Linked DNA regions of Mus musculus: regions 1, 2, 3, 4, 5 and 7 are each linked to region 6. Evidence: chromatin contacts called from public ChIA-PET, Hi-C, HiChIP or PLAC-seq and promoter capture Hi-C data. All regions are on one chromosome and are shown on one strand. The core of a region is the stretch at or near the end of the contact, and the rest is flanking DNA. Distances in the headings are between cores, read along the strand shown. Region 1 holds the start of Copg1 (coatomer protein complex, subunit gamma 1). Region 2 holds the start of Cnbp (cellular nucleic acid binding protein). Region 3 holds the start of Rab43 (RAB43, member RAS oncogene family). Region 4 holds the start of Efcc1 (EF hand and coiled-coil domain containing 1). Region 5 holds the start of Fam136a (family with sequence similarity 136, member A). Region 6 holds the start of Gfpt1 (glutamine fructose-6-phosphate transaminase 1). Region 7 holds the start of Hmces (5-hydroxymethylcytosine (hmC) binding, ES cell specific).

Region 1 (2,700 bases), core at 34-2,533, 850 kb before region 6:
CTGGACCCAGGCTTTATAAACCAGCACTCCATGTATGTTAGTATCTGACAGCAGGGCTGGCAGGTATTCCTGACCAGACACAGGCATGGTGGCACTTGCCTCTTGGAGTACGGCACTCTTCTCCAGGTGCTGGAGGGGGTTGGAGCCTCCACCTGCAGTGCACAGAGAAGACTGATTACGGTTGTGATCTTGAATGAACTGCTTTTCTCCTTTTTCCTGTGCTGACACAGACTCTCATGTATCGCATGCTAGCCTTTAACTCAAAATGTAGCAGAGGTCGGCTCTTGTGCATCTGATCTTCCCGCCTCGGCCTCCTGGTTTACATGGTACTGTGGATCATACACAGGGCTTCACCCAAGCTAAGCAAGCACTCTATCAACTGAGTTACAGCCCCGAACTGTGACCCTAAACCTGCCAAACACGAGGAAGAGAGAAGGAAGTCTCTATCATCTACCAGAGGCCGTCAAGGCTCTCTCACAGTCACCTAAGCATTCTTTCTGAGCATTTTAGGGTTCAATAATTGGCACTGATCTATGCAACCAGAACTTAAATGAATCTATGTGTCGGAGACAACCAACACTAACTAACCTGTGACTGAGTTTCCCTGACAGCAGATATTACATTAAAAAATTATGCATGCGATTATCTGGTTACTGTCTGGGCTCTCCATCCTAACATTCCTATTGCAGGCATCTAGTATCGAACTTGCTTTAGCTACTGTAATATTATGATCAGTGAGGTGCCTGATGTTCAGTAATTGTAGTTTATTGAATGAATGAAACGGTCAGGGTTATTAACTGTAGGACTGGTTACACCCAGATAGGCAAAGAATTATCGCAGCAAATACCAAGAGGTCGGGTGAAATGCAAGGTAACATCCAGCCTGGGAACCTCCTCTGACAAGATGGGGAAACTGAGGCCCAGAGAGGAGTGTTACCCGCACAAGGTCACGCAGAAATCCTGGCCAGAGCTGGAGAGGGCAAACAGCACGTTTCCTCCGAGAACAGATATAGATGGACCTGCGCACAAGCCCCTGCCCCTCTTGGGCCTCGGATCTGGCTCTGACAGAGGCCCGGAAGAAGGAAGCCAAGGAAGGTCCCATGAACCCCTACGAGGATCTGACCTCCCCAGGTCTTTCAAGGGGCCCTCACCAGACTCCTCGTCCTTCTTGTCGAATTTCTTCAACATGGTGTCAGCGGTAGCTCCACGCAGCAGGAAGATGCTCAGAGTAGCGGTGAGAACAGCTTCTCCCTGCGGCTTCCGTACTCCCGCCCGCCACGTCGCCCTGAGCACTGCACTATGGACTGCGCCTGCGCACTCTGTTGTCTGCGCCTGCGCACAACTGCGCCCACCTTTTTCATTGCCTGTCCGGAGATTGCCAAAACCTAGGTGGAAGAGGGCGGAAGGGGAGGGGTGAGACCCAGGAAAGTGGGCGTGGCTAGACACTGGAGGCGGAGCCTAGACCTGCGGTTGCGGGTGCTCCGCTTCTGCGCCCCCTTGTGGTCCTGTGGCTGCTGTGTTTGCAGTTACCCCTGGCTGAATTTAAAGGGCATTCTGATGGGAGGGTTGCATGCAGCACGCTGACCCCATACATGTTCCCTGCTACTCTTTATTGTCATTTTCCGGAAGTAAGTCTCACTAATAGGTTATTTTTCCGCCACCGGTAAAATGAGCCAATTCAAGTCAGGTTAGAATATTTTAAGGGCAAATTTATTGGGAAGCTGCTCTCAAACAAGTTCACTGGCCCCAAGGATTGAGGCCAGAGGAGTCACCATGACAGAGATGGTGGTGAGAGGGAAAAGGGCATCTGTTGCTAGCCAAGGAACCGATTCCATCCGAGTCTAGCTTTGTAAGGCAATGAATAGAGTTATGTACATTTGTGCTTTAACATTGAGATATAACTGGACATAGCGAGTAATTTCAACACTCATGAGGCAGAGAAAGGAGGATGAGAAGTTCAAGGCCATCCCCCTGCACCAGACCTACATGACTTCCACCTCAAAAAATAGAGCCAATGAGATGGCTCAGCCGCTAAGTTAAGGTGCTTGCTGCCAAGTCTGAGGGCCAGGTTCAGTTGTGAAAATTATTAAATGAGTCTTTTCTACCAAATACTATAAAACTTGTGGTTTGACAAGGAATTCAAATATTGTTGCTGACAAATTGGCCCACAGAGAAGATGAGTATTAGGCAAGGGGAGAGGGTGAGGCAAGCCAAGCCAGATAGTTAGGGGAATTTAGCAGCTCTGACTTGATAGCAATCAGGCCATTTCTGTAACTCTGACTTACTTATTAGAGATCAGGCCATTTCTGTTGCTCTGACTGACTAGCAACCAAGAGCGTCTTTATTTACACAAGTTTCACAGAACAAAGACAAGCTAATGATTATCCAGTAGTACAAAATATGTCTGACTTATCATTACATAACCAGGGTTAAAAGCTCAGTTACAAATAGAAAATATAAACAACAGATTTTATTCTTATTATCTGCCCTATAACACCAATTTAAAGAATCTAAAGACTGTCTCCTCCAAAACAAACACACTTACTATGTGGCAGGCTGCTTGTAGGCTGGCAGTGTTTGCAGTTTTAAAGCACTCCAGACAAACAGGAAATATCTGAATTGGTCTTTTTATGAGCTGCAAAGATGACTATCTAACTTCATTATATGTTTTATCATGTAAAACATGATTAAACATGATAAA
Region 2 (2,700 bases), core at 174-2,673, 810 kb before region 6:
GCAGGATGGCCAGGGCCATGTAGAGACCCTGCCTCAAACAACGAGAACAACAACAAAGATTTATGTGTATGTGGCTGGGTATATTTATGTGCACCTCCTAAGTTAGAGGACATTAGATCCTCTGGACCTGGAGTTATATGTAGTTGTTAGTAGGATATAGGTGTTGGGAACTGAATTCTGGTTCTCTTCAATAGCAGCATGTGTTGTTGCTGGTGTTTTTTTTTTTTTTTTGTTTTTTGTTTTTGTTTTTTTTTGCTTATTTTGAGACTGGGTCTGACTATGGTTGAACATTTTGTTCTTCTGTTGAAATGGAATCTAGAGTCTTGTGCGAGACAAATGCTCTTCTAAACCATATCTACAGCCCAAAGGTCTTACTATGTAGCTATGGCTGACCTGGGACTTGTTATGTAGATTAGATGAACTTGGACTGACAAGAGATCCTACTGCCTCTACTTCTCAAGTGCAAGCGACTAAAGGTATGCACCACCACGCCTGGCTGCTCTCAACTTCTAAGTCATTTCTGCAGGCCCATGTGTAAGTTTAAAGAGTAAGTCGCTAGCGGAAACTAAAATCTAGACAAATTTTAGTACTTTTTAGAACTCAAGAGACTTGAGATTTCCAGATTCTTCATGTTTGTATTAAAAAAATCATTAAAACGGGACAGAGTTCTAGAATGCTTTAGTTTATATAGAAATTGTCTTCAGGGTGTGTGGTAACGCTAGGGAATCAAACCCAGGACTTACAGGAAAAATTTATCTTCTGCTTTGAGGACCTATGACTACACACACAATCTATTTTGGAGACACCATGAAATGCAAACGACGGTCACTCCTGAATGGGGCAGCCCAGGCAATAACTTTCTTGGCCTCCTCTCATCCACAAATCCTAGGGATGTCATTCATTATGGGTCACAAGAAGTGTTGTGACACAAATCACCTGTCACCATCTTCAACCTCATTAGGCATTTTCATTTGGGGCTATTGCAAGCCAGGGGCACTAGCAGCGCGCTGTCGGTTTATACCCAGGAAACACAAAACCCAAACGCATCTCATGGACCGTAACGGTAGCCACAGCCGCTTCTATGATCAGGCCACTAAGACCTTCCCCCAAACCTAAGTGTGTGTGTATTGGAACCTGGTCTGCTTCTGAGCCCCACCAGGCTTAGGGGAGGCCGGGCAGGGGGAGATTGGCTCCCGCAAGCTGCGACCACTGCCCGGATCAGCCCCGTAGGCTGGAGAGAACCAGCAAAGGTTCGAGGGACGAACTGCTAGTAGGAAAGCAGCGAACCACTCATCGTAGACACGGAACCCAGGTACGGGCGGGAAGGCCGCGAGCGCTGCGGGCCGGAAGAGGCTGGGCGTGGAGCAGTCCGCCCCGCCCCTGCCGCCCTCGCGCGAGGCCGCGCTCCCAGCGGGCGATTCTGATTGGCTGGCCTGGCTTCCTGCGCTGATTGGATCCGTGGGCGAGGCGGAGGAGAGCCGTGCGCAGCGGCGTGTGTGGGGCCGTGTGCAGACCCGCGTGTGGCGCAGGCAAGGACCCTGAAAATAAACAGCCGCTGCTTTGCGAGTCGCCTTCTTGGTTCTTCGTCCGAGTCTCCTCCGCTGTGGGCAGCTCAGACGCCGAAGGTGAGAGGCGAGGGTGTAGCCTGCGCAACGGAGGTGGCGGGGTTGGTGCGGCCGAGACGGACGGAGGGCCGGAACTGCGAGGCGCGATGGCGGCCGCACCTCGGCCTGCGCCCTGCTGCGTCAGGCGCGGGGCTCGGCCCGAGCGGCGTCTCGGCTCCAGTTTCTGGCCCGCCGTACTGTGGCGGGCGTCCTGTCCGTCCTGCGGCGCTGGCACTAGGGCTGGAGCGTGGGGCCCTCTCTTGGCCCCGAGGGCCACGCAGGCCTCATCCGTGTGGCGACGAGGCCCGGCGCCCTTGGGGCCGAGGCGAGGAGAGTCGCGCGCGGGCCTAGCGCCGAGGGCCAGTGTGGCGGGAACTCCTGGAACGGGGCGGTGTGGCGGGGGCGAGAGCCTGGTCGAGGTGGAGGTCCCCAGGCCGAGCGCCCGGTGGAGGCCTGGCGGGCCATGTGCCAGCGGCTGCGGGGCCTCAGGACCTGGCCTGTGACGAAGCCCGCGCACGCCGCTGTAAGGCTTGGGAGTCTGGATTCGGTTCTCTGTACTGGCGACCTTTATTCAAACTCCTGATTTCTTGTAGTTCGTATTCTTAAGCAGCTTATTCGACATCGTTAGTCAAAAGAAACCACCTTTCCCTGGATCGATGAGAGTCAAGTCTTAGGTCCCTCACCCCCCCCCCCCCTTTTTTTTTTTAATGGAGCGGGAACCGGGTGGATAGGACCCGTAGGTTGTCAGGCCTTTAAGGCCATCAGGGTGGCAGAAGTCCTTGCCAATATTTCTCGGATTAAATGGATATAAATTACAAGAAAGCCTCGGAAGTAGAGTTGGCAAAGATCAATCTAGATTTTTCATTACCGTGAAAACCTGTTTTAGGACGGTTTAATCGTTCTCACTTGGGTTTAGGTGTTGATTTTATAGGTGAAGCCTTTTGCCTGTTGCCACATGTCAAGCACATGGCCTCGGCCACCAGGCACTTTCAGAGGAAGTGACTACATCTGGGGTGGGGGTGGGGGTCTTGGAAAAGGAGACATTGCACAGCAATCGGCTGGTTAGGTTTTTGCAATATTCTTGAAGACACAAAAT
Region 3 (2,700 bases), core at 142-2,641, 770 kb before region 6:
TGGAGATGGTGCCTGGGGGCTTGCTTTCTCTGCTTTCCTTAAGTTTCCTCTTCCCTTCCTTACTGGGGAAGTTTTGGATTTTGTCTTGGATTTTGCCTTTCGTTCATGGATGGATCTCAAGGCCCTAGAACAATGTTTGGCTTGCAACAGCCATTATTAAAAAACTATCGAATCAAATAGCCATGCAGGGCCTAAGGGGGCTGTCCAAAGAAGCTAGAGTATTCTCAGCTTTCTCTCATTTTTAGGGATGGGGCCTATTTGATCTAGTTCAAACTGTTTACAGACATCTGGGTCCCATTTCTGTGACTTCAGGTTTCTCAGGCCAAACTTCTGAGCTGGCTGACTCACAGGTTTCCCTTGTGCAGGAGGTGTTTGGCTGGGACCAGGACTCCTGTTCCCAGCCACCCCAGGTTTGACTGGACTCCTGTCTGCTCTATCAATTCTTCCAAATGGAACTCTAGGCCATTCTGCCCTCAAGGATTTTCATTTCCTCTGTCTTCCTTTTTCACCTAAGGGAAGCTGCCTTTACTGTGTGTCACCAGAACTTTCCATTCTCCGAAGAGGGAACATTGAGTTGTGTTCTGCCTCATCAGCCCTTCATTGTCAGCCATAGCTGTCCCCTGCCCCGAAACGACTCTTGCCTGTTCCCCACTGGGTGCAGGCCAGGCGAGGGACGGAGGCATGTCAGTGAGGGGTGGACGTGGGGCCCGGCTGAGAAGGGCATGAGGTTAGGGAATGATGAACTGGCGATTATAACGAGTTGTTGACCTAATAGGGGCCAAAGCCTGCTATGGGGGCGCAGCGGACCGAAGCGGAGTTGAAGAGGCGCGGAGAGCTGAGTTGAGAGGCGTTAGGGAGGAGTTAGCTCCAGGGCTACGAAAAGGTGCGGGTGGATTTCCGTCTTGGATGCAGTGCCTAAGGCGAGGTCCAAGCCAAGAGGCTCCGGAGGATTAGGGCGGGGTAAGAGATGTTAAGGGCGGGGTCAGGACCAAATAGAGGATCAAGGCGTTGTTGACAGCGAATCCGCACCGGGCTTAAGTCCGGGTTAGTGAAGTGCTGAGAAGTGAGAAAGAACGGTGCTGAGGGCGGGATTGGGGTGGTGTTGAGAGAAGGGTCGGAGGCTTTGGCCGTGGTGGGGTGCGGGCGGTGCTCGGAGAAGGATCGGGGAGGTGAGAAGCTTAGAGGGAGTGCTGGGGGGTCGGGACTGTACTGACAGGCTAGGAGGTGTTGGTTATGGGAGGGGGAGACTGGGCGGTCCTGGGGGCGGGACCCAGAGGCGGAGTGGCGGGAGATGGGCGGTGCTGGGGATCAGGGAGGCTCGCCCCGCCCTGAAGGCGGCGCACGAGCGGGCCTGAGGTAGCCGTGGGCCGGCACGGCACCGACGGCTGGCAGAGAGCTGCGGAGGGCCGGGCGGTGCGCTCCCGGGCGGAGCCGAGTCCTCGGGGCTCCGGAGCGGAGCGGGGCGGGGCGGAGCGGGACGGTCGATCGGTCCGCCGTGCAGCTCGTTCAGGTGCCGCCGCCGCTCCACGTAGCCCGGCGGCGGGCCGGCTAGGGCACACGGACCTCGGCCCGCGGCTGTCCTTAGCCCAAGCCGGGCCCTTGCGTCCCAGGACTCCCGCGGAGCCATGGCGGGCCCTGGCCCGGGAGATCAGGACGAACACTACGATTTCCTGTTCAAGCTGGTGTTAGTGGGCGACGCGAGCGTGGGCAAGACGTGCGTGGTGCAGCGCTTCAAGACCGGCGCCTTCTCGGCGCGTCAGGGCAGCACCATCGGTGTCGACTTCACCATGAAGACGCTGGAGATCCAGGGCAAGCGGGTCAAGGTGGGAGGCGGCGCGGCCCGCTGCTTTGCTCCCGGCGGGCGGTTCGCGGCCAGTCCTTCGGCTTCCCCTTCTTTCAGAACGGGCTTGGGCCTTGATGTCCGTGCTGGGTTCAGGTCCGAAAGCACCACCTTGGGCTCTGGGAGTGGTGACAGTGGGCGGCCAGAGCGTGGAGGAGGAAGCCTGCACCCCACTCCCGCCCCCCCGTCTCTCAGCCTGGGGACTCCTTCGAAACAACTTGCGGTGGAAGGCAACCTGCGGGCCGTTCCGTGAGCGCCACGCATGCCGGGACAGACCCTTCCCTGCGCGGCCCTCTGGGGAGCACTCAGCCAAATAACGACATCCCCGTGACCGGGAGGGACCAGGAAGTAGTGGCTGCTAGGACCGGAGGTCCAAAAGTTTTTGTCAGAATTTCCTCCCTGGCCACGCCTCCCCGCGGTCTCTTTTATGGACCCGGTGGTGGAACTCCACTCCACCAGGGCCAGCGCGGAGTTGGGGTGGGGGTGGGGGGCCTCCCCGACTAAGGGTTGATAGAAACCGAAAACTTCATCACAGATACCGGAAGGTGGGGGAGAGAAGCAAACTTTGGCAATGACCCCAGCAGAAACAGCAGGATGTGGTTGTCACAATGTCCTGGCAATGATTTGATAAATAATATTTGTGATGAATGAAATCAAGTTTCTTAACCTAGGTGTCTGTCCTCCCTAAAAAAAAAAAAAAGGTAGCATCCTGGACAGGACACAGCGCTGTTCTTGTGCACAGAGGCTCTTAGTAACTTTCCTGATTTCCACCCTGCAGAAATCCTTTGCCGTTTTTCACGGTTTCTGGTTCACAAGGATCTTCAAGACAGCTTTAAAGAGAACTGGGTGGGGGCAGTCTT
Region 4 (2,700 bases), core at 160-2,659, 690 kb before region 6:
GTGCCCAGTAGGCACTTGAGCGTGAAAGACGGAGAGACCCTTTTAAATGAGAGACCTAGTCTCAGGCAACACACACACACACGCGCGCGCACACACACACACACACACACACACACTACTCTACGCACTCCCAGGGTTCCTTCTGCCCCATCTTACACTCTCCTGGCAGACATATGAACCACGAAGGCCACTTTGACACCTAGTTGTACTCTGCAGCAACTAGGAGACAGGAGACACCAATGTAACGCAGGTCCTCTTCCTATACGCCTATAAGGGCCCCTTTTCTCCCTTAGCTGGTCACCTGAGCTACACTGAACACCGAGGGCTCAAGTGTTCGTTGACTGATCCCAGAGACCAGCTCACTCAATGGCTCCACCTCAATAGCTCAGAGTGAGCCTGGCCCTCATTGCTGGCCATCATTGTCTTTCTCACCTGGGCTAGAGGCCTGGCTGTGAGGGATTCAACAAGTTTCGCTGACTTGGGGAAGGGCAGTCAGTCCTTTGTTTTCCTTAAACCTCCCGAAGAAGGATGTGTGCTGACCCATCACTACTTGGCTACTTAAACAGGTTCCTTCTAGGATTAGAAGGGACTTGGGTAGGAAGTTGGGATCTTAAGGAATGATACATTGGGGTGGAAGTTGGAATGAAGGGGGTGGAATGGGGAACGGAGAGAACCAGCTGAGGAGGGGCTGGGCCGCGGTGGGGCGTCTCTGTCTCCACCCGAGGCATCCCTCGCACCTGAAGGGCCAGGCAACGCGCGTCACTGCTCTGCAGCGCAGCCCGTAGGTCCTCCACCAGCTCGCGTAGGCTACTGTTTTCCTCCTCTAGATGTGCCACCCGCTCGCCATAGGCGCCACCGTGCAGGCTCGGTGAGCCAGGCCGGCGGCGGCGGCGCGGGCGGCGGAGGCGGATCTGTGTCTCGATGTGCTCGCTAAGAGCTCCGCGGGGCAGCCGGGGCCCCGCTCGGCTACTGAAATAGCCGCAGAGGCGCGCGTGGAACTGGCGGAAGGTGAGCTCTGGAGGGTCGGCTCGCAGAGCCAGGCGCGCCTCTTCCCTGACGTCCGCGTCCCCGCCAGCGATCATCCCAGCAGCCGGGTTCGTGGAGGCCGCCTCCGCGGAGTTTGCGTCCTCCGTGGCCGTCTCCCCGTCAGCGTTCAGCCCCAGTACCGCGCAGAGCGCACGGAAGTCGGCGCGCGGTAGGCGGCCCGCTCCCCGGCAGTCCAAGTGGTGGAAAACCTCCTGCAGATACTGATCCAGACCGGTAGCCAGCACCACGATCTCATTCTCCACGCCGCGGTCCAGCCCGTAGTGGTGAGCCAAGGCACTCAGCAGCCACTGAGTGCGCCGCGCAGGTCGCCGGTATGGGTCACCCGCCGAGCTCTCCATGCCCAAACCCTGGCGGTTTCTCTCGGCAGATCGGCGCCTTCAGACAGCCGCCCGCGTCCGCGGAGGGAGGGGCTGGGCGGCCACGGTCAGGCCAGAGAGGCACGGGACCGTATCCAGGCAGCTGCGTGGACTGTGCAGGACGTCTGTGTTTGTCCCGATGGGAGGCGCTGGAGCTACGCGCTCTAGTAATGGCCTTGACCTGCACTCCCCATCGCTCCCCATCCCTATCCCCATCCCCATCACTGTAACCAGTTCCTGACTCAGTTCTTTTGCCCTCTCCAGGCCTTTCCGCTATTGTCACCAGAGGCTGGAGCGCCTGCGCCTGCTGTTGTGTTCTGCAATTCCCAGCCCTCGGCCGGCCGTTCTCTGCCTCTTCTCCAGACTGCTTCCTAAGCTCTCCCTCCCTCCTCGTAACTAGAACCGAGGAGGAAACAAACTTGGACGTGGATGAAGTTAGAGTTTTGGTGAGAGGAAAGTGGTTGTCTACCGCGGCCACCTTTGGGCTCCAGGTGGTTGCTTGGCCTGAGCTCCTTCCGCTGGCTGGGATGAGGTAAACAGTTGTTTGGCCACTATTTTCTTTGGTGCCCTAGAACTTGATTCTGGAAGATGCTGGGCAGACCTGCTTGCTCTTGAGAGCTAACTGGCTTTTCTTCTCTCTTTCACAGAAATGTAGTATTGACTCCGTCTGGCGCTTGCCATGGGAACCTTACCCAGCCATATTGGAGCGAAGAGCAAACTCAGCGGCCCTTGACTATTAGATAAGCAGATCTTGTTTTGTGTACAAATCCCAGTTGAAAAGCATTATCATTTTGTTTCCTCCATTATAGCACCCCCGACCAGCACTTTGTCCTTTGTTCCACACACTTCGGGAAGGAATCAGACATCCCAAGCATTTTGGATATACATGTGTACATATATATGTTAATTATAAAACCAATGGCAATTTAACGGAATAATGTACAATACCATACCTTGGCTTCTACCTTGGAAAACCACATGCACAGCATGTTCATTGACCACATTATTGATTATAATGGCTAGAAGCTGATATTCAGCAGGGGCCCAGGCAGGACAAATCGTGGAACAGGGATAAACGAGGAAACACGCTACAGCAGTTATTGTGACTGTTATGACTAATGAATGGTATGTGATAATAACAACACTGCACAGAACATTACTGGATGCTTTCTACAAGGATGCACATAAGGAATGGCAGCCACAGAACATCTGGTTGCTGTTTCTGGTGATGGTGAACCCTTTGCTATCGGTGCACTGGCTCTTTTGCTGAAATGGGAGATTGCACTGTAAGATGTAC
Region 5 (2,700 bases), core at 19-2,518, 680 kb after region 6:
AGCACAACTTAACAGCACACCCAGGGCTTCTTCCAGAATATCAACCCTCACGGACACCAGGGCTCCCACCAGTGTTGACAGGACCTAAGGCAGAACGAGTGTTTCTCATCCCCTGCCAAGGAGCTGCTGTTCAAGGACTTGGGAGCTGTGAGGCATTCCTGACCTGGAACCTTTCCAGCTCGCTGGTGACCAGAGCCTGGGCTTGAGCCAGAGGCGCATGGCAGCGCTCGATGCATTGGTGCACCTGCTGCATAGATGCTTGGGTGTCTTCACAGCAGTTGGCGCTGCACCGGAACATGAGGCCCTGGGGAGCGAAGACAGAGCCTGGTGAGACTGGAAAGACTCTGAGGACAGCTCTCGAAGGACAAGGCCTTGGAGGCCATGCTTCTCTACCTGTTTTGTTTTATTTTTCCCGCCGTATCATCAGGACTTCGTAAGACTGGGACGGTTACCAGGCCTAACATTTGTAGGATGGGGATATATGTTCTTGGGAGCGCGCTTGCTAGTTCTAAGAAAGCCTTGCGTTCCATTCCGCACAGCACAAAGCCAGGGTGGTGGCCCATGCCTGTAATCCTCGCACTCCAAAGGTGAAGGCAGGAAGATCGGGGGTTGGAAGTCAACCTGGGTTAAAAGAGACCCTGTGTGCTGCTATGAGCTCACTGATAAGATAATGTACCCAAGACTGAACCGGAAGAAACCACGTTCTGAAAATCAGTTTTTGTATTTCTGTAGCAGAGTTCAGAGGTCGGCCTGGCTAGTCAACGCCCCACAAGGCGATCGAAACAGTAGAGGGTGATTAAGGGGTGAAGTTAAGCGAGGCCAGTAGGGTGAGGGAGACGGGGCCCACGCTCACGGGCGTTCAGGGTTCGTGGCATCTAAATCAGCGCAGGACGGCCCGAAGGGATTTCGGTCTGGTGGTTCTCCTGGGCCGGTCCCTCCGAGCCTCGCGCCAGATCACCTCAGGGGCGGCCGAACGCTCGTCACCGAGGCCAGGTGGGAGGAAACCGCCCCACGCGAGGCCCGGAGCTCGAACGTCACCGCGCCACCCCCGCCCGAGTTTCCAATCCCGTTTGGGCGCCGGACCGCGCCGCTACCTGCATCTTCCGGATGTTCTCTCTCTCCACACTTTTCACCATGGCGTCCACAGCCTCCTGCACTCGGAGTTGCTGCACCTCCGCCATGGCGACCCTGAGCTCAGCCGCGCCGGCGCCCGCGTGTGCACCCGCTGCGCCCCGCCCCCTGCGCCCGTGCGGGCTTCTCAAGCCACTGAGTCCCACCCTCCGGCTTCGCCCCGCCCTCGGCTGCGCCCCGCCCCTAGCTAGTGAGTCCCGCCCCTTTGCGCTGAGCCCGACCCCCCACCGAGTCACCGCACAGTCTTCCGAGTACCTCGCCCTGGCCCCTGGCCATTGCGCCCTTGTCCTCAGTAAGCGTTCCCGTTCCCGCATCCTCATCGCCCCCTGGCGTCTAGGTTAAGCAACTTCAGGCAGGAGACAGCGGGCGCGCCGCTGGTTCTTCCGTGGAGCCAGGCTTTTGGTGGCCAAAGATCTCTTCGTCGTCTGACTTCTTTTCTTCCTCTCTTTCTCTCTCTCCCTCTGTCAATCCCAATTTTAAAAAAGCGAATGTAATTAGCAGCTCTTGTACAGCTCGATCAGATTTTATTATTGCTATCTTTGTCTTGGTTTCTTTTTGTTGCCGAACAGAATTTCATTAAATGTACATACCACAATTTGCTTTGTCAATTCCCCAGCTGGTGAACATTTATGCCGAGTTACTAGTTACTGCGAGTAAAGGGTACGGTATTCTAGATTGTCTCAAGAGTAGTGTGGGGGTATGGAGGGGCTGTAGATAGCGAGACCGTTGAGTAAGGGCGAGCTGTTTCTGAATGGATTGGTTCTGTCAGCCATGTGCTCTCGTGTTCCCATTTCTACTGTCTTATGCAGTCATCTCTGAAACACAAGTGGTCCCTTCTTCCCATGGGCCGATGCAGAGGGGAGCATCATTAGGTTAGGAAGAGGGCTACTAAAGGCTGCGTTAGAAGAGCTTGGGCTATAAGTGGTCCCATAGAGATAAGGGAAAGTTCGAGTGTTTCGGGAAATCTCTCTCGGCGAGCTAGCATTGAATTTTTGTATTGAACTAGAAGGCCCTTGCCTGGCACTCTGGAGAAGGAAAAGAATGACAGGCAGGTACGGGAAGCTTCAGAGGGCAAAACAGAAAAAAAAGGTTGAAGCTTTGTGGAATAGCCTGGAACGAAAAAAAAAAGACTAGCGTGTGAAGAGTGCTTGAGATTTTAGGCACTTGCTGTGATTCGCCACTAGATGGCAGGCTAGCTCTGTTTTGAGGGTAGGAAAAGCCACACAACCCATTGTCCTTTGAGAAAAGCTGTGTTCCTCCATGGCTGGGCTTTCCCTCTCTCAGATACCAGGGTTGGGGATAAAATGTGTCCACTACTTGAAGCCGGACTTACAGGGATCTTCCAGGAGCAGCTGGAGCCAGGGCGATGGCAGTGGTCACCCAACAGACCAGGTGCTTTGCAAGTACTTTGAATGGGGTCTGAAGCGGACCCTTCAGTGTCCATTTTTCTCTCACTGTGCACAAAGTCAAAGCAAAGGGAGGGGAAGACTCTGGAATATTTAAATCCTAGCAGGGCAAGATGGCTGCCTCAGCCGCGAAGACACCAGACTGTGGCAAGACTCTTGAGAC
Region 6 (2,700 bases), core at 51-2,550:
TCTTGGAACCAGGTTGTACTCAAAATCACTGATTTCCACCTGCCTCTGTCTCCTGAGGGCTAGGATTAAAGGCGTTGTACCACCACCGCCCAGCTAAATAAGAAGCCTTAAAATATGGAATAAAAGAGCCTGTTTTTTTTAATGGTTGTAGTAAAGACATATGTTAAACAGGTGTACATGCATGATGTGGGATCTTTAGCCAGGACTACTACTCTCTCTTCCAACAAGATCAGCTCTGAGCCCATTTCATCAAGTTATTGATTTAGTAATGGTTCCTGTTGAGAGACTTAAGAGTGGCAGAAGTCATGTGGGGTATCACTGTCAGTGCGTTGGCTTGAGTTCTCGCAGGCCTGCCTAAAATAAAGTGACTAGAATTAAGTATTTTTAAGACTGCAAGATAAGTAAATTCAAGAAATGCTACCAGCCAGGAGTGGTCATTCATACTTATAATCACAACACTTGGAAGGCTGAGACAGGGCAATGTGAATTACAGGCCAACCTGGGCTACCAAGTGGGACCCAGTTACAAAGAGACAGAAAAAGGGGATTTGGGGGGTGTGGCTAAGGGAAAGAGTACTCACTCACTTGACAAGCTGCCTTTATGAGTTTAACCCCCAGTACCACACAGCATGTTCACAGGTCGCCTCACTCACCTGGTGGACCTTCCCCTAGGCATCCCTCCATACTTGGTCTCACTTTGAGCCTCACAGCTCTTCTAAGGTAGGTATTCATCTATCCTCTGAGCTCTATGCAAAGGTGCCCCTTGAACGCTCTGATACCCTCCCTGGCCCACCCCACCCCCAATCCTCTAGCCCCTTTAAGTAGCCTCTGACTCCTAGGGCCCCCACAATCTCCTCTGCCGGTCCCTCTTAAGCACACTAGCTCCGGCCGCCCCTTCAACACCGGAATCCCCATCTTAGAGTCCCTGCCTCACGGACAGCAGCCTTTCTCCCCAGAGACCCTTCTCCTTCCAGATCCCGGCTCCCCTCAGGACCCTCAATCTCCTCGGGATGCCCGCTCCACAAGCCCCCCTTCTCTTCAGGACCCCAGCCCCAAGGCCGCTCTGTTGACACGCGCTGTCCACCTCTGGCTTCACTGCGCGGGCCCTGCGGCCACCACACACCCCCATCGCTGCCCTTACCGCACATGATGTTGGTCACGGGCGAGGGCTGAGCTGTCGGGCGCGCGGAGAGCTTCAGAAGCGAGGGTGAGCTCGGGCCGGGGTGGTGGCAATGAGAGGACTCTGGGATGCGACAGCTCAGACCCGACAGTCCGACTCAGCGCTCGCTTCGCTCTCAACTGCCGCCCCGCCCCCCCCGGCCACGCGCGCCGCCGCGGCTCTCCCATTGGGCCGCGCCCGCGCCGCTCACGCGCAGGCATCGCCCGCCCAGCGCGCAGACGCAGAGCTGCGGGTAGCGACGTGGCAGGGGCTCGACCAGCATCCGCTTTAGGTTCCTGGAGCCGCCCGCTGAGGGCGAGCCGAGCCTCGGAGGAGGAGGAGGAAGGGAATGTTTACACAGCAGTTTGTGTGTTTCAAGGGGAACGGGAAGGAGGGAGACAGAGAGAAAAGCTGTAGGGCAGGAGGGAGAGCCTGGGACAGACGTGTCAGTGTGCAGAGCCACGGTGGCCGGAACTGCGCTGCTGGCGCAGAGGTGCGGGAGCCTGCAGGACGCCCTCGGGCAGCCATTCCGGTGACGACCTGAGCTGTAGGCAAGGTGCTCAGCGCCCCACTCCCTGCCTTCCTCACTGTTCTCTGCCTAAGGTACCACTAGTCAGTAGTCCCAGCACTGCGCCTGCGCTCAGGGAAGCTGTGGGCACGTTGTACTCGGGATCGCTCTTGTCGCGAATGAACTCTCCGTTGAGAAAAGAGGAGTTAGCGGGGCGTTCCCTTTCAGAAGGTTTAAATAATACCTTGGAGCAAAAGTAGCTGGTTATCAGCCCGCACTTGATAGCTCTAACGGAAATGAATGAGTAGGGCCCACAGAAGCACTCTCAGCCAGAATCCCCTTCCTACTGCTCCAGCATTCAAAACTGCACGCCAGGGTTATTCTACAGAGTCCCACATCACATCCTTGCCACTTTTAAGTGTGACATCTTTAGGTCTCCCCAAGATGGTTTTAACATCTCATCCTTTGATCTGTCTCATACAATAACAGACTTCTTTGGTTTTTTGTTTTTTGTTTTGTTTTTTGTTTGTTTGTTTGTTTTGAGACAGGGTTTCTCTGTGTAGCCCTGGCTGTCCTGGAACTCACTCTGTAGACCAGGCTGGCCTCGAACTCAGAAATCCGCCTGCCTCTGCCTCCCGAGTGCTGGGATTAAAGGCGTGCGCCACCACGCCCGGCTATAACAGACTTCTGTATTAAAGGTGGTTTTTTTCCTCTCCCCACTAAACTGTTAAGTTCCTTTATGATAGAGTGAGATTTTTTTGTTTGTTTGTTTGGTTGGCTTTTTTTTTTTTTAATAACCAACACTTGCCTAGTCATAGACCAGAGCAATACGTGGCAAATTAAAACTGTTCTGGTGGCTGGAAAGAGTGATAAAAGCCTTATAGGCTTGTCCTAAGCTCTTTGTATGTGCAAGGAAGCAAAGGCTTTTCAGTTTTTTTATCGCCTATCTCAAATAGAGGCTAGAAAAAGTAATCAAGGAAGTATTTCTCATCTAAAAGGCTCTTCATTATTCCAAGCCATTACACAGGTCCCTA
Region 7 (2,700 bases), core at 29-2,528, 870 kb before region 6:
GAGATCTGCCTTCCTCCGGCCTCCTAAGTGCTGGGATGAAAGGTGTGTGACACCACACTTGGGTTTTTGCTTTTTTGTTTTTAATATAAGGACAGATGACGCTGATAAATCAGTAATACTTGAAAAATGCGATCTTAAAAAAAAAAAGAGAGAGAGAGAGAGAGAGAGTCAAGCGTGTCAGAGTGTACACACCTGTAATACAGGATTCTGGAGACAGGCAGATTTGCTGAAAATCTGAGGTCAGCTGGGCCTCTATAGGGAGTTCCAGGACCGCCAGGGCTACATTCATAGTTAAGACTCTGTCTCAAAAGAATTCTTAAATGTATTCAGATATGAGGTTCACATAATTTGGGCATACATTCAAACAGTTTAACTGACCCTGAAGAATGCTGACTTATTTCTTGCAGAGACCCAGAGGGATTAGGGCCTTAATGTATCTGTAAAGGCTGCTTTTCGGGTCATTCCGGAGGCTGGGCAGATGGCGGCACATGGGTCACGAGTCAGATGGCCACGGCGATGCTGGCCCAGAAGCTCCGATGGTGCTGACACACTCCTTACCTTCTCAAAGTGCAGTCTGGAGAGCAGCACGGGGCTGCTGGACTGCGGGCTCTTGTTGTAGGAGGGGCAGTACTTGTCGGGGTCCCTCCACTGCGGGAGCCGCCGCCGGCCCTGCCGATCCTGATAGGCGCAGGCCCTGGTGAGAACCTCTCTGGGCAAGTGACAGGACGTTCGCCCGCACATACTTCAGCGCTGCCGCTCAGACCTAGAGAAAGTCACAAAACCCTAAGGTTCTCCTCCCTAGGTCACGCCAATCTCCCCGCGAAGCCACATCTTCCGCGGAGGCTCCGTTAGGTCAGCCAGTCCCGGCCACTGCGGGGCCCACAGTCCCCAAGCAGGCCCTCGGGTGGCGGGCGAGAAAGAAAGCCGCTCCTCCCAGGTTGTTTCCCACGGACGCAGCAGGGAAAGGTGAGAGCGCTCGGCTTTGACGCCAGCGACACTCGCGGGCCGCGGCCACCGCACTACCGCCCCGCGGGGACACGCTCAGGTCCCGGGCGGGGCCTTGTCGGCGCCAAGGCTCCAGCTCGGAACGTGGGCGGTCCTCGCCTGCCCGCCCGCCGGCGTCCCCTCCGCCGGGTCCTCTCTTCCGCCCGCTAGCTTCTCCTCAGCGCGGCCCTCCTCCCGCCCGCCCGTCCGTCCTCATCCCCTCAACGAGGCCCTCCCCACGCGCCCGCGTCCTCTCACCGCCCGAGGGTCTAGTCCACCCTTCCTCGCAGCTAGCGTCCGCCTAAGAGACGCCCGTCCCGCTCCTCGGTAACCCCGCCCCGCCCCCGACGTGACGTCGCGCCGTCGGGGTTCCCTCCCCACAGGTGGGGGTGTGGCTAGGTGAAGCAAGACAAAATGCACTGACCTGAGACAGGCACCCCAGGAGGCCTCAGGGTCCCCCTTCCCAGGCCGGAATCTGAAGCCAGAAAACCTGTGCTGCCCACCCTCAATGTGTAAGGCCATCCGAATTGAGACTCTCTAGCTATTCCCACAAACCCCTAAGGGTCAGGAAGCCCCACCTGGTTTCCTTTTTAACATTTGTGTGTGGGGTGTGTGCAAGCCTTTAAATAAAACTAGAGTAAGCTGTAATCTTCACAAAAGGAGGCTGACACCAATTTCTTTAATGAAGTTTATTTGAATGGAATGGCTTCCAGGCTATGACCAGGCCTGGGAGTAGAAGGGGAGGGTATTAGGCAGGAAGAATACAGTCAGGAAGGGCTAAGCAGGATGTGGCCTTGAAGGTCAGGCTTTCCTTTAAAGCCTGGAGAGGCCTTCATAAAGGGATGGAATGAGGCAGAGAGGCCAGGCAAGAGCAACTGCTCAGTCCCCAGGAGAGGGATGGAAGGTGGGGGACAGAGGGATGTCTTTAGGGAGCAGCCTTCAGGTCACCTACTTGAGAAAACCCCCCAAATGAGAAATCTCTTTATAACCTGTTAGGAAGTTTCACACCACGTTACTTAGTTCACCACTGCATGCCTGACCAAGTACATGGTGGAGCCAGGACCAGTCATGAAATAGGCCATAGCTAAAACAGCTTAACGATGCTCAAGTGTAGCCTGATGTCTTCATGTTATGGGATTCGGCTTAAAGGTGCAGGCCTCTGTTCTAATGTGTACATGTGCATGTGCATACAGTATACAGGTGTGCATGAGGTTAGGCGGCAACTATTGCAAAATGGTCCTCTCCTTCTACCAAGTGGGTAGTCCGTCCTGATAGGTACCTTTACCTGCTGAGCCATCTGAGTAGCCTCACAGGAGGTCCAGTTCTTCAAGTGTTTCCAACAGTTTAAACCACCTGATTTGAGTTTAAAGCCCAAGCCCTGAAGCATCCCCTAGGATTTCTTACTCCAGCCCAAAAGGAATGCAGATACTGTTTTTCCCACTCATAGACCCAGAGCAGATCATGACACCCTCTAAGGACCTTTGGACACCCATCCATCTACAGATGCCTGTAGATGAGTGGCTTACCAGACCTGCTAGCTGTTGTCATTCGGCTAGCCTTTAACCCCACCCTAAGCTTGGCACTGACAGTCCCGAGGGGCTATGCACACGCTCCATTTGGTGAAGGGAGGCCTCAGGGAGAAGTGGAGGCCCTGAGCACGAGCCTGCAGAAGCAGCAGTTATTCAAGAAATACATGCTGACTTATCATAGGGATGA

What was found. Promoter capture Hi-C pulls out the DNA fragments that hold promoters and counts their contacts. A called contact is a pair of places that touch in the nucleus more often than the background predicts. ChIA-PET counts read pairs in DNA pulled down with a chosen protein or histone mark. HiChIP or PLAC-seq counts read pairs in DNA pulled down with a chosen protein or histone mark.
Region 1: a contact with region 6 is called in a FOXA1 HiChIP or PLAC-seq map of pancreatic cancer cells. The contact joins the promoter of Copg1 here to the promoter of Gfpt1 in region 6. A contact is called at or near these places in 2 of 115 datasets of contacts at active chromatin or transcription factors (memory CD8 T cells and pancreatic cancer cells) and 1 of 9 other capture datasets (liver).
Region 2: a promoter capture Hi-C map of second pharyngeal arch cranial neural crest shows a contact between it and region 6. The contact joins the promoter of Cnbp here to the promoter of Gfpt1 in region 6. A contact is called at or near these places in 9 of 39 promoter capture datasets (the 3T3-L1 cell line, 3T3-L1-derived adipocytes, the C10 cell line and 5 more), 1 of 484 Hi-C or Micro-C datasets (CD4 T cells) and 2 of 115 datasets of contacts at active chromatin or transcription factors (astrocytes and bone marrow-derived macrophages).
Region 3: a FOXA1 HiChIP or PLAC-seq map of pancreatic cancer cells shows a contact between it and region 6. The contact joins the promoter of Rab43 here to the promoter of Gfpt1 in region 6. A contact is called at or near these places in 6 of 39 promoter capture datasets (hippocampal neurons, liver, neural stem cells and 2 more), 1 of 484 Hi-C or Micro-C datasets (B cells), 3 of 115 datasets of contacts at active chromatin or transcription factors (bone marrow-derived macrophages, memory CD8 T cells and pancreatic cancer cells) and 1 of 9 other capture datasets (liver).
Region 4: a promoter capture Hi-C map of pre-B cells shows a contact between it and region 6, with 3 times the contacts expected there. The contact joins the promoter of Efcc1 here to the promoter of Gfpt1 in region 6. A contact is called at or near these places in 5 of 39 promoter capture datasets (the C10 cell line, hippocampal neurons, liver and 1 more) and 2 of 115 datasets of contacts at active chromatin or transcription factors (embryonic stem cells and pancreatic cancer cells).
Region 5: a contact with region 6 is called in an RNA polymerase II ChIA-PET map of memory CD8 T cells, with 33 read pairs. The contact joins the promoter of Fam136a here to the promoter of Gfpt1 in region 6. A contact is called at or near these places in 1 of 39 promoter capture datasets (erythroid cells) and 4 of 115 datasets of contacts at active chromatin or transcription factors (effector CD8 T cells, extraembryonic endoderm stem cells, memory CD8 T cells and 1 more).
Region 7: a Hi-C map of B cells shows a contact between it and region 6, with 10 read pairs. The contact joins the promoter of Hmces here to the promoter of Gfpt1 in region 6. A contact is called at or near these places in 2 of 39 promoter capture datasets (both in liver), 2 of 484 Hi-C or Micro-C datasets (B cells and CD4 T cells) and 1 of 115 datasets of contacts at active chromatin or transcription factors (extraembryonic endoderm stem cells).

What each region holds. Positions count from the first base shown.
Region 1 is chr6:87,886,523-87,889,222 of GRCm38.p6, reverse strand. Copg1 (coatomer protein complex, subunit gamma 1) reads right to left here and starts at 1,283. Exons shown (of 24, transcript NM_017477.2): 1 at 1,151-1,283; 2 at 100-152. The coding sequence starts at 1,187.
Region 2 is chr6:87,849,829-87,852,528 of GRCm38.p6, reverse strand. Cnbp (cellular nucleic acid binding protein) reads left to right here and starts at 1,423. Exons shown (of 5, transcript NM_001347325.1): 1 at 1,423-1,625. Gm44064 (WAS/WASL-interacting protein family member 2) reads right to left here. Exons shown (of 2, transcript XM_030255689.1): 2 at 216-2,169. The coding sequence ends at 1,291.
Region 3 is chr6:87,810,470-87,813,169 of GRCm38.p6, reverse strand. Rab43 (RAB43, member RAS oncogene family) reads left to right here and starts at 1,391. Exons shown (of 3, transcript NM_001039394.1): 1 at 1,391-1,823. The coding sequence starts at 1,626.
Region 4 is chr6:87,729,578-87,732,277 of GRCm38.p6, reverse strand. It overlaps Efcc1 (EF hand and coiled-coil domain containing 1), which reads right to left and starts at 1,409. Exons shown (of 8, transcript NM_001159697.1): 1 at 738-1,409. The coding sequence starts at 1,385.
Region 5 is chr6:86,364,214-86,366,913 of GRCm38.p6, reverse strand. It overlaps Fam136a (family with sequence similarity 136, member A), which reads right to left and starts at 1,268. Exons shown (of 3, transcript NM_025591.3): 1 at 1,095-1,268; 2 at 164-304. The coding sequence starts at 1,181.
Region 6 is chr6:87,041,446-87,044,145 of GRCm38.p6, reverse strand. Gfpt1 (glutamine fructose-6-phosphate transaminase 1) reads right to left here and starts at 1,300. Exons shown (of 19, transcript NM_013528.3): 1 at 1,141-1,300. The coding sequence starts at 1,147.
Region 7 is chr6:87,912,554-87,915,253 of GRCm38.p6, reverse strand. Hmces (5-hydroxymethylcytosine (hmC) binding, ES cell specific) reads right to left here and starts at 1,278. Exons shown (of 7, transcript NM_173737.2): 1 at 1,243-1,278; 2 at 559-763. The coding sequence starts at 741. It overlaps Copg1 (coatomer protein complex, subunit gamma 1), which reads right to left. Exons shown (of 24, transcript NM_017477.2): 24 at 1,659-2,700.